Linked DNA regions of Pan troglodytes: all the other regions are linked to region 1. Evidence: chromatin contacts called from public Hi-C and HiChIP or PLAC-seq data. All regions are on one chromosome and are shown on one strand. Each heading gives the region's core, a stretch centred on a gene start, on an enhancer-like site or on the middle of the called end of the contact. The rest is flanking DNA. Distances are from core to core; before and after follow the strand shown. Region 1 holds the start of CDK17 (cyclin dependent kinase 17). Region 2 holds the start of ELK3 (ETS transcription factor ELK3). Region 3 overlaps ELK3 (ETS transcription factor ELK3).

What was found. Hi-C and Micro-C count contacts between places; a contact is called where the count stands out from the background. HiChIP or PLAC-seq counts read pairs in DNA pulled down with a chosen protein or histone mark.
Region 2: a contact with region 1 is called in an H3K4me3 HiChIP or PLAC-seq map of stem cell-derived excitatory neurons, with 3 times the contacts expected there. The contact joins the promoter of ELK3 here to the promoter of CDK17 in region 1. A contact is called at or near these places in 1 of 7 Hi-C or Micro-C datasets (stem cell-derived neural progenitor cells) and 1 of 1 datasets of contacts at active chromatin or transcription factors (stem cell-derived excitatory neurons).
Region 3: a Hi-C map of stem cell-derived neural progenitor cells shows a contact between it and region 1, with 3 times the contacts expected there. The contact joins the enhancer-like site here to the promoter of CDK17 in region 1. A contact is called at or near these places in 1 of 7 Hi-C or Micro-C datasets (stem cell-derived neural progenitor cells) and 1 of 1 datasets of contacts at active chromatin or transcription factors (stem cell-derived excitatory neurons).

Annotation. Positions count from the first base shown.
Region 1 is chr10:103,230,886-103,236,055 of NHGRI_mPanTro3-v2.0_pri, reverse strand. It overlaps CDK17 (cyclin dependent kinase 17), which reads left to right and starts at 2,819. Exons shown (of 17, transcript XM_001147273.7): 1 at 2,819-3,435.
Region 2 is chr10:103,030,702-103,035,871 of NHGRI_mPanTro3-v2.0_pri, reverse strand. It overlaps ELK3 (ETS transcription factor ELK3), which reads right to left and starts at 2,949. Exons shown (of 5, transcript XM_001146444.7): 1 at 2,603-2,949.
Region 3 is chr10:103,056,468-103,061,637 of NHGRI_mPanTro3-v2.0_pri, reverse strand. The region is part of intron 1 of ELK3 (ETS transcription factor ELK3); the gene reads right to left. Among named protein-coding and RNA genes, the nearest start is that of ELK3, 26 kb to the right of the region's middle. Within about 2 kb of position 2,772, at least 3 of the 24 cell types and tissues checked have an H3K27ac peak or open chromatin away from gene starts, as enhancers often do. A contact at or near this core is called in stem cell-derived neural progenitor cells, where this site is marked.

The sequences.
Region 1 (5,170 bases), core at 1,570-4,069:
ATTACAGGCTCCTGCCACCACGCCTGGGTAATTTTTGTATTTTTAGTAGAGATGGGGTTTTGTTATTTTGGCCAACCTGGTCTCGAACTCATGAGCTCAAGTGATCCACCTGCCTCGATCTCCCAAAGTGCTGGGATTACCGGTGTGAGCTACCGCGCCTGGCCAAATTTTAAATCGGTTTAGAAAAGTAATTAAATAGGCCATGGGGCTGGGTGCTGTGGCTCACCCAGCACTTTGGATCACTAGAGCTCATGAGTTCGAGACCAGCCTGGCCAACATGTCCAAACCCCGCCTCTACTAAAAATACAAAAATTAGCCGGGCGTGGTGACGGGCACCTGTAATCTCAGCTATTCAGGAGGCCGAGGCAGGAGAATTGCTTGAACCCGGGAGATGGAGATTGCAGTGAGCTGAGATGGTGCCACTGCACTCCAGCCCGGGTGACAGAGCAAGACTCCCTCTAAAAATAAATAAATAAATAGATAAATAAATAGGCCAGGGGTGGTGGCTCCTGTTTGTAGTCTCAGCACTTTGGGAGGCCGAGGTTGGAGGATTGCTTGATGTCAGGAGTTTAATACCAGCCTGGGCTGTTGGCATAGTGAGACTCCATCTCATTTAAATAAATAAATAAATAAATATAAAAAGTAATGAAATAAATATTGTGCAATCTGTAATTTTTTTTTCATTGAAAGAACAAATCCTCCAGGTGCGGTGGCTCACGCCTGTAATCCCAGCATTTTGGGAGGCCGAGGAGGGTGAATCATCTGAGGTCAGGAGTTTGAGACCAGCCTGGCCAACAGGGTGAAACCCTGTCTCTACTAAAAATGCAAAAAATTAGCCGGGCGTGGTGGCGGATGCCTGTAATCCCAGCTACTTGGGAGGCTGAGGCAGGAGAATTGCTTGAACCTGGGAGGCGGATGTTGTAGTCAGCCGAGACCACGCAACTACACACCAGCCTGGGCAACAAGAGCAAAATTCTGTCTTAAAAAAAAAAAAAAGAAATAACAAACCAATCAATCAAATAATCACCTAAGTTTTCATTATGAATTCGTCTTTTTTTTTTTTTTTTGAGACGGTGTCTCATTCTGTCACCCAGGTTGGCGTGCAGTGGAGGAATCTCAGCTCACCGCAAACTCCGCCTCCCCGGCTTAATGGATCCTCCCACCTCAGCCTCCCAATTACGAATTCTTTGTTATGCTAATGAAAGATGTAGAAAGAGGAGAGGGTGCTTTGGATGAGACAGAATAATCTTTTTATTTCTCATGGAGTAATTTTAATCTAATGATATGAAGGTATAAGTATTAATGCTGAAACTCAGAATGCCATTTCATAGGCTCCCTTTTTTGGTGATTTTTTGATATTTACTAAAGTACTAATTTAGATGAGGCAAGTATATGAAAATCCTTTCATATAAATAGGCCTTGTATAAATATCAGTATTTCTCTTTAACTTAAAAAGAACTCTGAAAATGATGCTACATCTTGCTATATTATAAAGTTCCAAGTTTGACTTGGACAAATCTAAAAAGCCTCATTAACAGTGCTTTTAAACAAAGCGCACTTGTTCTAACGGAAAGCTTGTTATGTATATTTGCATTCTTGGTTGGTAAACAAGTGTTAAATACGCGTAGAGCATAATTGTTGCTAATTTACGGGTCCTGGTAATTTTAGAGGCATGGGAAAAGCCTGATTGACACGTACGATCGTTGGATATAACTGTAGATGCATTTAACTTTGCCAAACAAAATAAGAGAAAGATGTCAGCATGCAGCATTTTTAAGGGGGAAAGGATTCATCCCTAAATCCAAAAAGATAATTCCCCGAAGTTCTTGGCACATAATGTGATTTGAAACTTCAATGCAGCTTCTACTTCCGGGTGTTAACATGGGAAAAAAAATTTATTTCACTTCACAGGACTTTTATGTGGGTTTTTTTTTTCTTGTTTATGTTGTCTACATCCGGTCCCTACTCTCTTCTTTCAATCCTCTCATTATCTCCCTCTAGGGGTTTAAGTTTGTTTTAACTTTATGCTTTTATCCTTATTAGTGGAAAAAAGCGGGTCAGTATTACTTTAGTTTGTCTTCACTGCCACTCTGCTGTTCATTCCTGAACTAGCTTTTAGCCTCTGGGAAAGGAGAAAGTAAAAACAGTTGCAGAAACTGGGCCAACCTCTCGCGGCCCGCCTCCCGCAAGAAAACAAAACCTAACCCGTGCAACAGTAGTCCTTTCTGTTTTCATAGCACCTTGTATTTCTCCGCTTATAACGTTCAGATTTTTATGATAGTTATTGATCATCTTTCATCCCAGCTAGACTCTCCATCCTTAGAGGACTCAGCATATTGCCGGGCACATGATAATATATACAAAACACTGTACTGTAGTTTAAATGAATAGATGCCGTGTGTGTGAGAGACTGCGGCACTAGTACCCACGTACCCACACACAACAAAGGAGAAAAGTTGCAGCCATCAACATTTTTCAGTGTGGGTCCTTTGACACGGACTCTCTAGAAAGTCAGTGGAGAACTGTGGCATGGACACCTTGTACAGTAATTACTTGTATAACTGAAGCACGAGTTTTGGTTTGGTAGCGGGAAGTTGAGGGGCAGGGGGATGTTGGAGTGGCTGAATTATTCACATAATTTCTCCCCCAGTAGCTGCGGACAGGCACTCATTCCGGTGGGGTTCCCTGGCCCCCTCCGCCGCTCCCCGCACGCCCGCACTTCGGAGCTGGGAGTTTCCCGGGGACACCCGCCCCGCCCTGCAGGCCCCGCCCCCGGCCACCGGCCCCGCCCCCGCCGCCGCCGCCGCCGGCAGGGGTCGCGCTGCCCCCGGCGAGCCGCTCAGGCGGGGGTGGGGTAAGCTCCCGCGGCCGGTCGCTTTTCTCCGCCGCCGCTGGTTGGATCGTTTCAATAAAAGTGTTTTTTCTCTTGCACTCGCTCTCCTCCGGGGAACAGGCGGAGGCGTCAATCCGCAGCCGCCGAGTGTGAAAGCGACGCACACGCAAGGAGCGAACGCGGCCGCCCGCAGTCTCCTGAGCTCCTCGCGGGCCGCCGCAGAGCCGCGGAAAAGAAGGAGCCAGCGCCCGGCCAGACAGTCTCGGCCAGACAGTCTCAGCCCGCCGTCGGCGCCCGCCGCGCTCGCGCCCGGCTGCTCCGAGGGGATTAGTGGGCCGTCCGCGCGGCTCGTCGGCGCGGGAGCCATGTTGACCGAGGGACTTGGCAACGCGTGAGACACCCGCGGCCCCTCCCGAGGCTCCGGACCCGCGGCGAGAGCCGGAAGGCGGCTGTGGCGGCGGAGGCCTGCGCTCGGAAGCGCCTCACGTCTGCCGGCCGCTGAGACCCGGACCTGCATCCGGTCGCCGCGGGCGTCCGCGGAGCAGCTTCCCCCCGCGCCTCTCTTCGCCTCGCCTCGGGACCCGCGGTCCCCGCTCTTGCTGGTGAGTTGGCGGCTGGCGTCCGCGCCGCGCTTTCCCCTGGTGTCGGGTCGGCCGCGGGGCCGGGAGGCTGCGTGGGACAGAGGCGGGGGCGGGGGCTACTGGGGGCGCGGGTGGCTCAGGCCCGGTCGGGAAGTTGAGCGAGGAGGCGCGGCGCGGGGGGCTAGCGTGCGCCTGTCACCTCTCCGGTCCAGCGAGGACCCTGGGTCGCCCGGGGATTTCCGGGGCTCGGGTGGGGTGTGAGTGTCTGCTAGCTGCTTCCCAGGAGGCGCCGACAGATATAGACGCCGCCGCCTCCGGTGCTCGCTGCCGCTTTGGTCTGCGGGGGAGGCCGGTCTCCCCGCGAGGCGGAGGAGGGGAAAGAGGCAGAAAGTCCCCCGAGACACAAAGGTCCCCTCGGCGGGGGTGGAGCTGGAGGCGCAGGCGACGCTGCCCGGGAGGGGAAGGAAGGGGCGCGGGTCCGCGGGAGGTGGGCGAGGAGGCGGCGGTCGCGGCGCCTGCAGCTCCTTGGAGACGCTGGGCTGTGCGCGGGTGGGGAGCGCGGAGGAGGAGGAGGAGCCCGCGCGTGGGAGCGGGCAGAGACAAAGATCAGGGCAGCCTCCTGCTGGCGGGTCACACCCCGGAGTGTTGGTCAAGAGCGGAGGTAGAGGGAAGGTGGGAAACCCAGCAAACCGATGGGGAGGGGAAAATGGGGGGAGGAGGGTGCCTAGTGCTGTCTCCGTCGCAGTTGCTTTTCTCAGCATTTTTGTGCCCGATGCTATGCCCGATGCTTTTGCTCCCCAACTCAGCTGGATAGCTCCAGATTCCCTCCCTCCTGTCACCCCCACACTGCCACATTGACTCTCCTGTGGTTTTCCCCTCATTCTCCCCCTACTTTTCACCCACTCCTTTTCGGGTAAGCAGTATTTTGCTTTCAGCTTGGGGAACGTTCGTTAATGACAGGATGTCTGAGCTTGTTCTGACCCTGAACTGCCTTGAACTTCTCTCTCTTCCTCCCACCCTTTCCTTTTCTGGGATCTATAATGTCACATGGCCGTTAACAATTAGCTTTTCTTTTGCAAAAGTGGCAAAAAGCGTTTAGCTGAAATCTGTGGCTCTCGCCTCCTTTATATGAATATGTCCACCAAAGACACCTCGTTGGTCATGTTCTATCACCTCTTCGTCAAATTGACATCAGGTCCTAACAGGTCACTTTCAAGATACAGAAGAGGCAAATTTTGTTTTGAGACTTGGCCATTCCTAGGGTCAGCAAAGTGTATTCCTGGCAGCCAGACCTTCAGTCACTTATCAGGAAATGCTTAACCTAAAGACAGACAATTCTTTCCCCAAACTTTGCTGTTTCTTTTTTGAGTCTTTGTTGAAAGACTTCTTTTAAAAGGCGTTTGTGTGAGAAGATCACAGTAACAAATCTGGCTTATTCTGTTTTAGACTTACTTTCTTAACTCTTGGGCAGAAGAAAATGAATGAGATTTGAAGACCTTTGATACCTTGAGTAGACAAAGCTTCCCTTGAAACTAGAAATAAGACGAAACTAGATTTTAAGGGGAAAAAATTTGCTAGTGGTAATATAATTGGTTTTGTTTCATTTTTTTATGAGTCTGAGGAGTTGACATTAAACGTTGGGCTGTTGCTTTGTTAATGAAGTCATTTCAATTTTTGCAACTCTTAACATCTGCATGCTTCCATAAACAGTGGGTTGGAACAAAAGAAAATGTGGCTAAGGGATATTCCTTAAATT
Region 2 (5,170 bases), core at 1,700-4,199, 200 kb after region 1:
AAGCCAATGCACCCCCTTAGTTATAACAACCAAAAACGTCTCCAGACATTGCCAAATGTCTCCTGGGAGGTAAAATTACTCCTAGTTATGAACCACTAACGTAAATGAACCTATGTGTCCCAAATAATTACTTAGAAGGAGGAATTCTAAATACTTCCTTTTTTATTTAAAGGAAATGTACTCTGGAGAGAGTTTACAACCTCCATTCTCAAGGAACACTCATGCAAAATGTATGAGATCTTGTAAGTCTTTTTTCTTACCTATTATAAGTTTTGTTAGCCTACTCACAGCTTTCAATGCTACAATTTATTGAGCACCTACTCTGTGAAGGCATAGCATTAGGGACATCCTGTACTCATGTCCACTGACTCATACCCCGGTCGGGCTGTTTGGGCTGTTTTTAGGACAACTTTGCCACCGTAAAAGAACTGCCAACACCTTAAAAGCAACACGTCTTTGTCAATAAAGGGGCCCCATCGTTCCAATCAGGTTCCTTTTGACCCTTTTTAGTAACGCCACACATTTCTACGCAACATTTAAATTAAAAAAAAAAAAACACTTTTAGAGGGCAGAAGGCCTTTGCTATATTTGGCATAGAAAGGCCATCACTTTTCAAACTCAGGGGGGTTTCTAGGCAGGATCATTACTGGAAACTCTAAGAACACTTATGGACAGTCTCCTTAACTGCCTGACCCATGTGCCCTCCTAACACAATTTGTAATTTTATCATCCTCATAAATTGAAACTCCTAACTGACCTTTTCCAAATAAATGGGTGCCATGGCGAGAGAGAAAGAAAAAGAGATCAGAGGGTATTTTGTAAGGCTCACAAATCGATTTCGGCTCATGAATAGATGCCTGGAACATGCTCCACACCCCCCCCCCACCCCCAAAGACAAGCACAGATGGAGAAGATGGGTGTGTGTGAGCTGCTTATCTCCCCCCACCTCTCAACATACATACACACGCGGGAAAGAAAAACCTGCAAATCTGAAATCCAAAATGGCCAAAGTGACTTCAAAGTTTTCAAGACATGTCCTGAAAAGGCTCGTTGGGCGGCTGCACCCCTAAGTAAATAAAGCCATAACTTGTCTCCTTCCCCAGCGCCGGGCTCCCAGGCTGACAGTGGCTGCACAAAACCCCTCCTGTGCCGAGCAGCGGAAACTCCTAATGAGATTAGTTGGTGTGTGTGCAGACATTACTTAGCAATGACTAAGGGGGCTCTCTCTTCCTGCAGCAGCCAGTGGAAAATTCAAGGAACTTTTTCCCCCTGCAGCAGCAGAATCCCTTTAACCCTCTCCGCAGCCAACTCCAAAAACAATTCAGCCTCCCCTTTCCCCGCCACCCCAGGCTGGAGAACTGGGGTGGGGGGAGTTAAAGACCGGCCAGGGGCTTTCAAATGAGGGAGGGTGGGAGGGGGCTGACGGGGAAGGGGCGGGGGACCCCTCGAACACTACAAAGGAAACTGTAAAAGGCACAAATACATAAACCTAAGAAGGAGCAAACCACAGTTTCTTTGTGAGCTCCTCTAGTGAGTCATTTTCAAGATGCTGTCTGCTGCCAGTTTCAAAGCGGAAGCGCATGGCAATTAGTCTTGCCGTTTCCAGACAAGCCAGAAACTCTCCCGACACTCGTTTTTTTTTTTTCTTTCTAAAAAGCCCCTTTTGCAGTTTCTGAAATAACATTTCTTGCTTCCACCTCCACCCGCCGCCTAACTGCAGCTTGTCCCTAGGATGATTCGGTTCAGAAAAGATAACAAAACCGAGACCTTTTATTTTTGCTTTTTAACTACTCCAAAATCTTAATCCCGCCTCCCCAAAAGTTACAGTAGCGTCACAGGCCAACGTTGAGTTCGAAGGTAAACAGGGATGGGGAGTGGAAGGGGCCCCAAGATCATTTCTTGCCTGGTCCTTCTCCAAAACCATGCCCAATAGAGACCACCGGCTTTTAAATGTCCGACGGGGCGTTCGCCTGGGGCGGTGACCTGGGCGGGGGTCACCTGCCAAGCGAGAGTGGACGCAGCCCCCAGCCCCACACCTTCGCGACCCATGTCCTCCACCGCCCTCTCCATCCCTGTCTTCCTCCCTGGATCCGAGCACCAGTGCACTTTGCCCACTCGAGGGGAGCCTGACTGCGGTCCCAGCTGGAAGGTCGGCGGTGGTCCAGCCTCCAGGCACTCAGCCTGCTCCTGCCACGGTTCTTCCCAGGGACCCGAAGTCTCGCCGTCCCCCGCTCCCCGCGCTGCCTGCAGCGGGGCCCTGGGCGAGCTCCCAGGGTTGCACGCCCGGCGCCCCTTCCTCTGGGGTCGCAGCGGAGCCCCAGGGAGGGGAGACGCGGGCGCAGGGTCCCCGCAGCCCCGGGCCCGGCGCGAGCTCGGGCGACGGCGGTGGCAGCGACGCGGGCGCAGGAGCATCCGCGGCGCCCCCTCCCCGCGGCCGGCCCTCCCGCGCGGACGCACCGCCACCCCCACCCCGGCCCGCAGCCCACCCCGCGGCGCCCCCCGCCCCACCCCCACCGCGCCCAAGAAAAGAAAGAAAAAAAGAAAACACCCCCAAACAAACTTTTTAAGTGTCCGAGCAACAGGCAGAAGCCCTGTTACCTACCCAGATGTGGGGGAGTCTTCTTCGGGGGGAATTTCTAGGAGGACCCGGGCGAAAGCCCCCGACTTTCCATGCTGACAGGCGTCTGCAGACGGTCTGTGGCTCTTGTAATGAGATCCTGATTTTTCCCCCTTTTTTTCTTTCTCTCGCTCCTCTTTTTTTTCCCCCTCTGGTGTGTGTGAGAGCAGGAAGTTGGAGCAGTCAGGCCGAGCCGGCTCACTTCCTTTACTGCATTATTCCCCAGGCGGTGTGCAGTCTGTGTAAACAGGCTTTTCCGCCCCGCGCCGCGCGCCCCGGCCGCGGCTGTGCGCCGGGGCTGGCCGCCCAGGCCCGCGCCTCCCCCGCCGCCCCGGCCCCGTGCGCGCCCCGCACCGCCCCCACCCGCCCCGCTTCCTGCGCGGCCACCCCGGGGAGGAGCCTCCGACCCGCGGCGACTCCGCGCGGCCGCAGCCCCTCCCAACGGGGAGGGGGGTGCGCCCGCAACCCGCAGAAGCCGCCGCGCTTCCCGGGACGCCGGGAATCCCTCCTCACCTCAACCCCTGGGGGTCGAGCGCTCGGGGCACCACGACGGGGTCGTGCCCTGCGCAGTTGGCCCGGGAGGGGGGTCCCGAGGTGGGGAGGCGGCTGGACTCGCTGTTTCCCATCCGCTGGGATGGAAGAGTTGGGGGGCAGAGGGGAATCGAGAGTGGGGTTCAAAGTTTGGTTGCTCTGGGGAAAGGACTGCTTTTCCTGTGGGTGCGGGCACAATTTCCGTCTGGGGTTGGAGATGGACACCGTTCCTGTCTGGGTTTTCGGTATTTTAAAAGCCAGCCCTCGGCCGGGCGTGCTGGCTCACGCCTGTAATCTGAGCACTTTGGGAGGCCAAGGCGGATGGATCACCTAAGGTCAGGAGTTCGAGACCAGCCTGGCCAACACGGTGAAACCCCCCCCGTCTGTACTAAAAATACCAAAACAACAACAACAACAAAAACAGCCAGGTGTGGTGGTGGGTCCCTATAATCCCAGCTACTTGGCAGGCTGAGGCGAGAGAATCGCTTGAACCTGGGAGGCAGAGGTTGAAGAATCGCTTGAACCTGGGAGGCAGGGGTTTCAGTGAGCCGAGATCGCCCCATTGCACTCCAGCCTGGGCAACTAGCGAAACTCCGTCTCAAAAAAATAAAAAAGCCAGCCCTCAGCTGGGGGGCGAGCCTGTGGGGAAAGGATAAGGAGCCACAACACTGGTAGTCATGGAAATAATGCCCGCAGGGTCAGAGACTGAGGCTTGAAGGGAGCCTCTGTGGTCTCAGAACTGGTCTTCACGCCTCCACATCCCTCAAGGAGGTCCTGCCTCTGAGGGCTCAGGCCAGGCTCTGATGGGAGAGCCTGCCCATTGCCCTAGGCTGAGACAAGGTTGGGGGGGATGCCTGTTGAAGAGCCTCTCCCTTCCCAGGCCTGCGCCCCAACCTCACTGCTCACCTTCCAGAACCTTCCATTCCCATGCCGCCACTTAGCAGCCCAGACCCCTGGTTTTCAAACTTGACCCAAGGGGCTTGTTAAACCACTAGTGGCTGGGCCTCTCCTGGAGTCCCAGATTCAGTAGGTCTGGGGTGGTTCCCGGCCCCGGCTAATGTCAGAATCACCTGGGGAGTGTTTTGACACTCTCCAACAATAGACTCAACCCAGGCCAATTAAGTCAGATTCTGTGGGGGCCGGGTGTGAGTCCTTTCAAAAGGACCACATTCTAAGAGTTCCTCCACTACGTTTGCTTCTAGTTTTGCAGTCTCTCCTGAAAGATTATTTTGTTTACAAATTTCTCACTGCCATCAACTGTGAGCTTCTAAAGGGCACGGGGTATGTTTTACTGATTAGTACCACATCCCAGCTCCAAGTGCCTATCAGAGCATACAGGTGATAGGAATTTCCTTCGGGCATTTGCTTCAGGGCTTCTGTGGGTAGTCCACTGGAAAGGGTGGGAGAGTGCCCTCCAGACCTCTGAGAAGGAGTGGGAAACCCGTGGGGTGTAGGGTGGGGGCACGGTAGGAGAGTGGGGCAGAAGGAGAAGATATGGAAAAGAGGGCTGCTTATCAACCCCTGATTTCCCACAGCTAATTTTCCACTTACGGTATTATCGTTTTAATCCCTAGTCATCTTCTTCTGTCACTCAGCAGAACACCTATGGTGTCCCTATATGATCCAGCTGTTGGACTGAGAGAATGTAAACTTATTATCCTCAGGGAAAAAAAAAATCCACACAGTTAAGAACTCATGTTGCTTTGCTTTAGGAGGTATATGCCTGAAAGAAACCGGTCTGAAAAGGCTATGTTCTGTATGATTCCAAACTATATGACATTTTGTAAAAGGCACTATGGAGATAGTAAAAAAGATCAGTGGTTGTCAGGGGTTAGCAGGGAGGGAGGGGTGGACAGGAGGAGCACAGAGGGCAAGGAAACTACTACTCGGTATGATACTATAATGGTGGACACATTTGTTAAAACCCACAGAATATACAACACCAAGAATGAACTCTAATGTAAACCATGGACTTTGGGTGATAATGATGTGTCAATGTAGATTCAATTACAACAAAGGTAC
Region 3 (5,170 bases), core at 1,523-4,022, 170 kb after region 1:
ATAGTCGGTCTCTAACTAAAATGCTGGACCCCATACTTTATACAGGTGCCTGGAATCTCTCTCCTGTGGTTGTGGTATATGTCTAAGTGTAACTGCCTTTCCTACTATGATGAGCTTCACGAGGAAAGGACTTTGCTGGATTATTTTGTATTGCCAGCACTCTGATAACCCATACAATGCTCAAAGCTGCCCAGTCCGTGGATGCTTGTGAAACCGAACAATCACTGCCAATTGCAGAGACCTTCCCTTTCCCGGCACTCACCATGCTGCAGGTCAAAGCCCACCATCACAGATGCACAGATGGGAAAAGCAATTTCTCCCATGAAGAGACAAAAAGCTATATACACAATGTTATCCTTTTCCTTCAACTCTGGTGTGAACTTTTTAAATGCTATTTCTTCTGGCTAAAATGCTGTTCCTTAGCTTTGGAGCCTGGTGAACTCTTTCTCATCCATTGTGACCCAGCTCAAATAGGGCCTTCTCAAGGAAATTTTTCCCCACTCCTGGGCAGTTTCTCAATTTCAGGCCTTTGAGGACTTTCAGGACAGTAGGTATTGATTCTAAGTAGTAATAATAATAATAATCCATTTGTGTTATCAATCCTCATTACATTTTTTAAAAAGGTGGTTAGACTGGCCTCAAAAGCTTTGCCCAGATCAACTGTTGTGAGTGGCACAGAGAGCTAGGGATCATCCCCTTGGATAGGAGGGAGACACTGAAGTCCTGGTGGGCGGGGGGCAGGGGACTGAACCTGGAGTGACCGCAACCCAGGGGGCAGCTCTGGGAGACCTGGAAGCCAGAATAATTGCCTTGGGGAGGGTTATTTGTACCAATATTGTCAACCCCACAACTCCTCTCAATTAAAGGAAAGTAGACTAGGAGTGCTCTCCAATTACCCACAGGGCATTTTATTTAGGGCTCTTTAAAGGGGATAGTCTTTACAGAAATCAGTATTAACCACAATGGTCTGTAAGACAGTCATTTCATTGCTGGGTCAAAACCACCTCTGCATCTCACAAATCTTGCAAGCCCCCACTTTGCTGGGATGCATGGCAGCTGACGAGTCCCAACTCCTCCTATGAACCACCCTTCTGATGACTCGGATATGAGCCACAACTTTCTTCTCTTCACTGGCACTAAGAACGGCTAACAGTTGTCGCAAATTCTTGAGATTTTCTTGGCCAAACACGTCAGTCAGTCAGCTTTAACGTATCTTTGAAACTTTAAGTGCCTGCTCAGATGAATCTGCTCCTGAGGGCAGAAGGCTGCCGGTGGGTTTGGAGGTCTGCAGGGAAGGGACTGTTGGGCCTCTGCTCACATGCCAGGTGGGAAAGTGGACGGCCACTGCCACCCCCCACTTTTAACTGACATCACGTTCCGAATGGGACAGGAGGGCAGCAGAAACATCTATCCATGTATTTTACGCTTAGCATTTCCACCTGCCTGGCCTCCTCGGAGCTTCTTGTGCATCACAGAATCACTTTTCATTGCAATCCAACCCCATGTGTCAGAGACCATGTTCTGGGCATGACTTATGAGAACCCATATGGCAGACTTGTTAAATGTTCTCAACTGCCCTCTCCTTAGGTGACTGTGTAGCCCTGCACTGGAGTGGCTGTGGGAGGAGTGCTGACATTGGGGCTTTGCCATGTGATTGCATTTGGCCAGGAGACTGACACGGGGAAGTGACAGCATCCCATTGCCGAGCTGGGGTCTTGGAGGCATCATAAATTGGCACTTTTCCTCCTGTGCTATGCTGCCAGGAAGCTGCTGCCCCAGAACGAGACACATGGAGGTGACCTGAACTCAACCCAAAGTCCGAAGCCAAGCCCCACCCGCCCATCATCTGAAGCAGCATCCGTGACACTGACTTGTGAGAAAAATAAATGCCACTGTAAGTCAGTGATCTTGGGGCAACTGGTTACACAGCACCACTGCAGCAAAAAGCTGACTATTAAAATACATGATGTCTTTGTTTAAAAAAAAATTCTCCCTTTGCTGGGGTGCTGTTATCTTTACGCTCTAGAGCTTGTGTTCAAAATCATGAGAAAGGCCAGCTGTGGTGGCTCACGCCTGTAATCCCAGCACTGTGGGAGGCTGAGGCAGGTGGATTACCTGAGGTCAGGAGTTCAAGACCAGCCTGGCCAACATGATGAAATTCCATCTCTACTAAAAATACAAAAAATCAGCTGGGCGTGGTGGCCCGCGCTTATAATCCCAGCTACTTGGGAGGCTGAGGCAGGAGAATAGCTTGAACCCAGGAGGCAGAGGTTGCAGTAAGCCAAGATCGCGCCGCTGCACTGCAGCCTGGACAACAAGAGCGAAACTCCATCTCAAAAAAAAAAAAAAAAAAAAATCACGAAAAAGTATGCTACTAGGTGTGGAGGGATCGGCTGATCACATTTTTACTCAGAGGCCACACATGGGCTAAGTGGCAGCCATGGGTGCTATGGCCATAACCTCAGGCAAAGGTAGAAGGAGAGAAAGAAAGAAAAAGGACAAAAAGGACAGGTGAAAGAGTAGAAAGGGAACCGGCAGAGGAGCAGTGGTGGGGATGGGGACCTACTGCTTCAGGGCCTCCCAGATTTCTGGAATAAAGGAACTCGCCTAGAGAAGGCAAGAGCTGTTCACTAGGAATCACAGAAATGCCCCCACAGTTCAACCAAGCTGCAGGGCTTGGGTGGCAGCTGCAGGCACAGGGGATCATCAGAGGATTACTCAGAGGGGTTGCTATGCGCAACACCGCTCCGGTGGAGGTGACTAAGGGCTCCAGCCTCTCCTGTCTGAGGCATGCCCAGCCTCGCCCCGTGCTGAGGGCCTCGTTCTCCTCTTCTCGCGCTCTCTTGAGCCACTCCTTGAACCTGGTGGATCCACCAGTTTCGATGACTGGGCAGTCATGTAGCCTTCCCGGTGGAAATCGCAGCCAGACATTACTCAGAGCTGAGTCGAAAACTACTTTCCTGTGAGCTTATCATTGCATCTACAAAGATCAGTCACTCCTGTCTGCGCTCAGAAGTCACTCTGGGGTATCGTGGAGCCCCCAGGCAGCTCTGGGACCCACCATCCTCTCTGGCCAGAGCCATCTGCATGATGAAAATGGGTGGCTGTCTGTGGCAGAGGTTTGGGTAGGGGGACAGGTGGGCAGTGGGCCACCAGCTGCCACAGCGCTCTCCATATTGTTTTCGTTCCACTCGATGTAGTTTAACTATGAGATCAAGTTTCATAATTTACACAACTATTTTCACATACAATCACACTGTACATTCCACTGCGCCTCTGCCAGCTGGAAATTTTGCCCTCTGGGGTGTTGGAAAACACAGACTTTGTACCATCATGCTGGGAGGTACGCCCTTCCAATAACCGCTAACACTACAGATTTTCGTAAACTCATCTATATGAGTATCTCTCTCACCAGAAAAAAAATTTAAACGATTTTTTTTTTCTAAATTAATTCCTTGATACCTAGAATCCTTAATGAAGTCCAATGTCTTAACAGGCAGGTACAATAAAGCCCATTTATCTGGATGCCACTTTAAGGAATGTGAGTAATTCAGACAGTACACTGTGGCTTTTATTAAATCAACAATTGAAAAAGTGGTGGTACTTGAGATTTATGTTTGATAGATTATTATGCACATGGAAGCCTGCTCTAAGTTAAAATGTTTCATCTGCCTAACTTTACTTAGCTGATTTCCCACCACTCTGAGCTTCAAAAATGTAGAACACATAAAAGGCATGCTAGAAATCTTTTTTTAAAAATTCCCTTTATCTAATGAGAAAATGCTTATCTTGGCCGGGCGCGGTGGCTCACGCCTGTAATTCCAGCACTTTGCGAGGCCGAGGCGGGCGGATCACAAGGTCAGGAGATCGAGACCATCTCGGCTAACACGGTGAAACCCTGTCTCTACCAAAAATACAAAAAATTAGCCAGGCGTGGTGGCGGGCGCCTGTGGTCCCAGCTAGTCGGGAGGCTGAGGCAGGAGAACGGCGTGAACCCAGGAGGTGGAGCTTGCAGTGAGGAAAGATCGCGCCACTACACTCCAGCCTAGGTGACAGACCGAGACTGTGTCACAAAAAAAAAAAAAAAAAAAGAAAATGCTTATCTTTCCCCTGCCTAGACCCCCGCTTTTTTAAGATTCAGGGGGTATATATGCATGTTTGTTACATGGGTATACTGCATAATGGCGGGGATTGGGCTTCTAGCATACCCACCACCCAAATAGCAAACACCGCACCCAACAGGTAATCTTGCAGCCCTCACTCCCTCCCTCTCTCCCCACTTTTGGAGTCCCCAGTCTATTATTCCCGTCCTTATCAGACCTTATTTTGAATGTACAAAATTTTATCAGGTATTTTAATGCCATTCTTTTTGCAGAATCGAACTCTGTGTTTTCATACTGAGGCCCATCAGTCTGCTTTTAAAGGCATCGCTACTCTTACAGGAAGAGGTGCCCCCTTCACATCTGATACTTTCTGGATTCCTCTGACCTCACCTCAACCTTGCAGCCTGCAGGGCCTTCCCGTCTCTGGCTGGTCTCTCACCATTTCTACCAGCACTGACCAAGACCATGGTCACAGGGGGCTGAGGCCCACCCACTCCTACTCCAGAGGGCAAAACCACCTGTTACTTGCCCCAACTCCTTTCCCTTTGTAATGCAGAGCTGTGATCTGCCATGGTAGAGTGAAGTTAGATGACTTAGAGCAGCTTGTCAAATGTGAATCATATGCATACCTCCTTTAAAGGAGCAGGAGGAAAAGTGATTCATTCTCAGTGTTGACAAATGATTTTTTTTTTTTTTTTTTTTTGAGACGGCATCTCTCTTTGTCCCTCAGGCTGGAGTGCAGTGGTGCGATCTCGGCTCACTGCAACCTCTGCCTCCCGGGTTCAAGCGATTCTCCTGCCTCAGCCTTCCAAGTAGCTGGGACCACAGGTGCGCACCACCACGCCCAGCTAATTTTTTTGTATTTTTAGTGGAGACAGGGTTTCACCATGTTGGCCAAGATGGTCTCGATCTCTTGACCTCAGGTGATCTGCCCGCCTCGGCCTCCCAAAGTGCTGGGATTACAGGTGTGAGCCACTGTGCCCAACTGAGAAATTGGTTTGTTAAAAAATAATTTTCAAAAGAGGGTTAAATCATGGCTCTCATACAGATATCAAAACGAACACGTT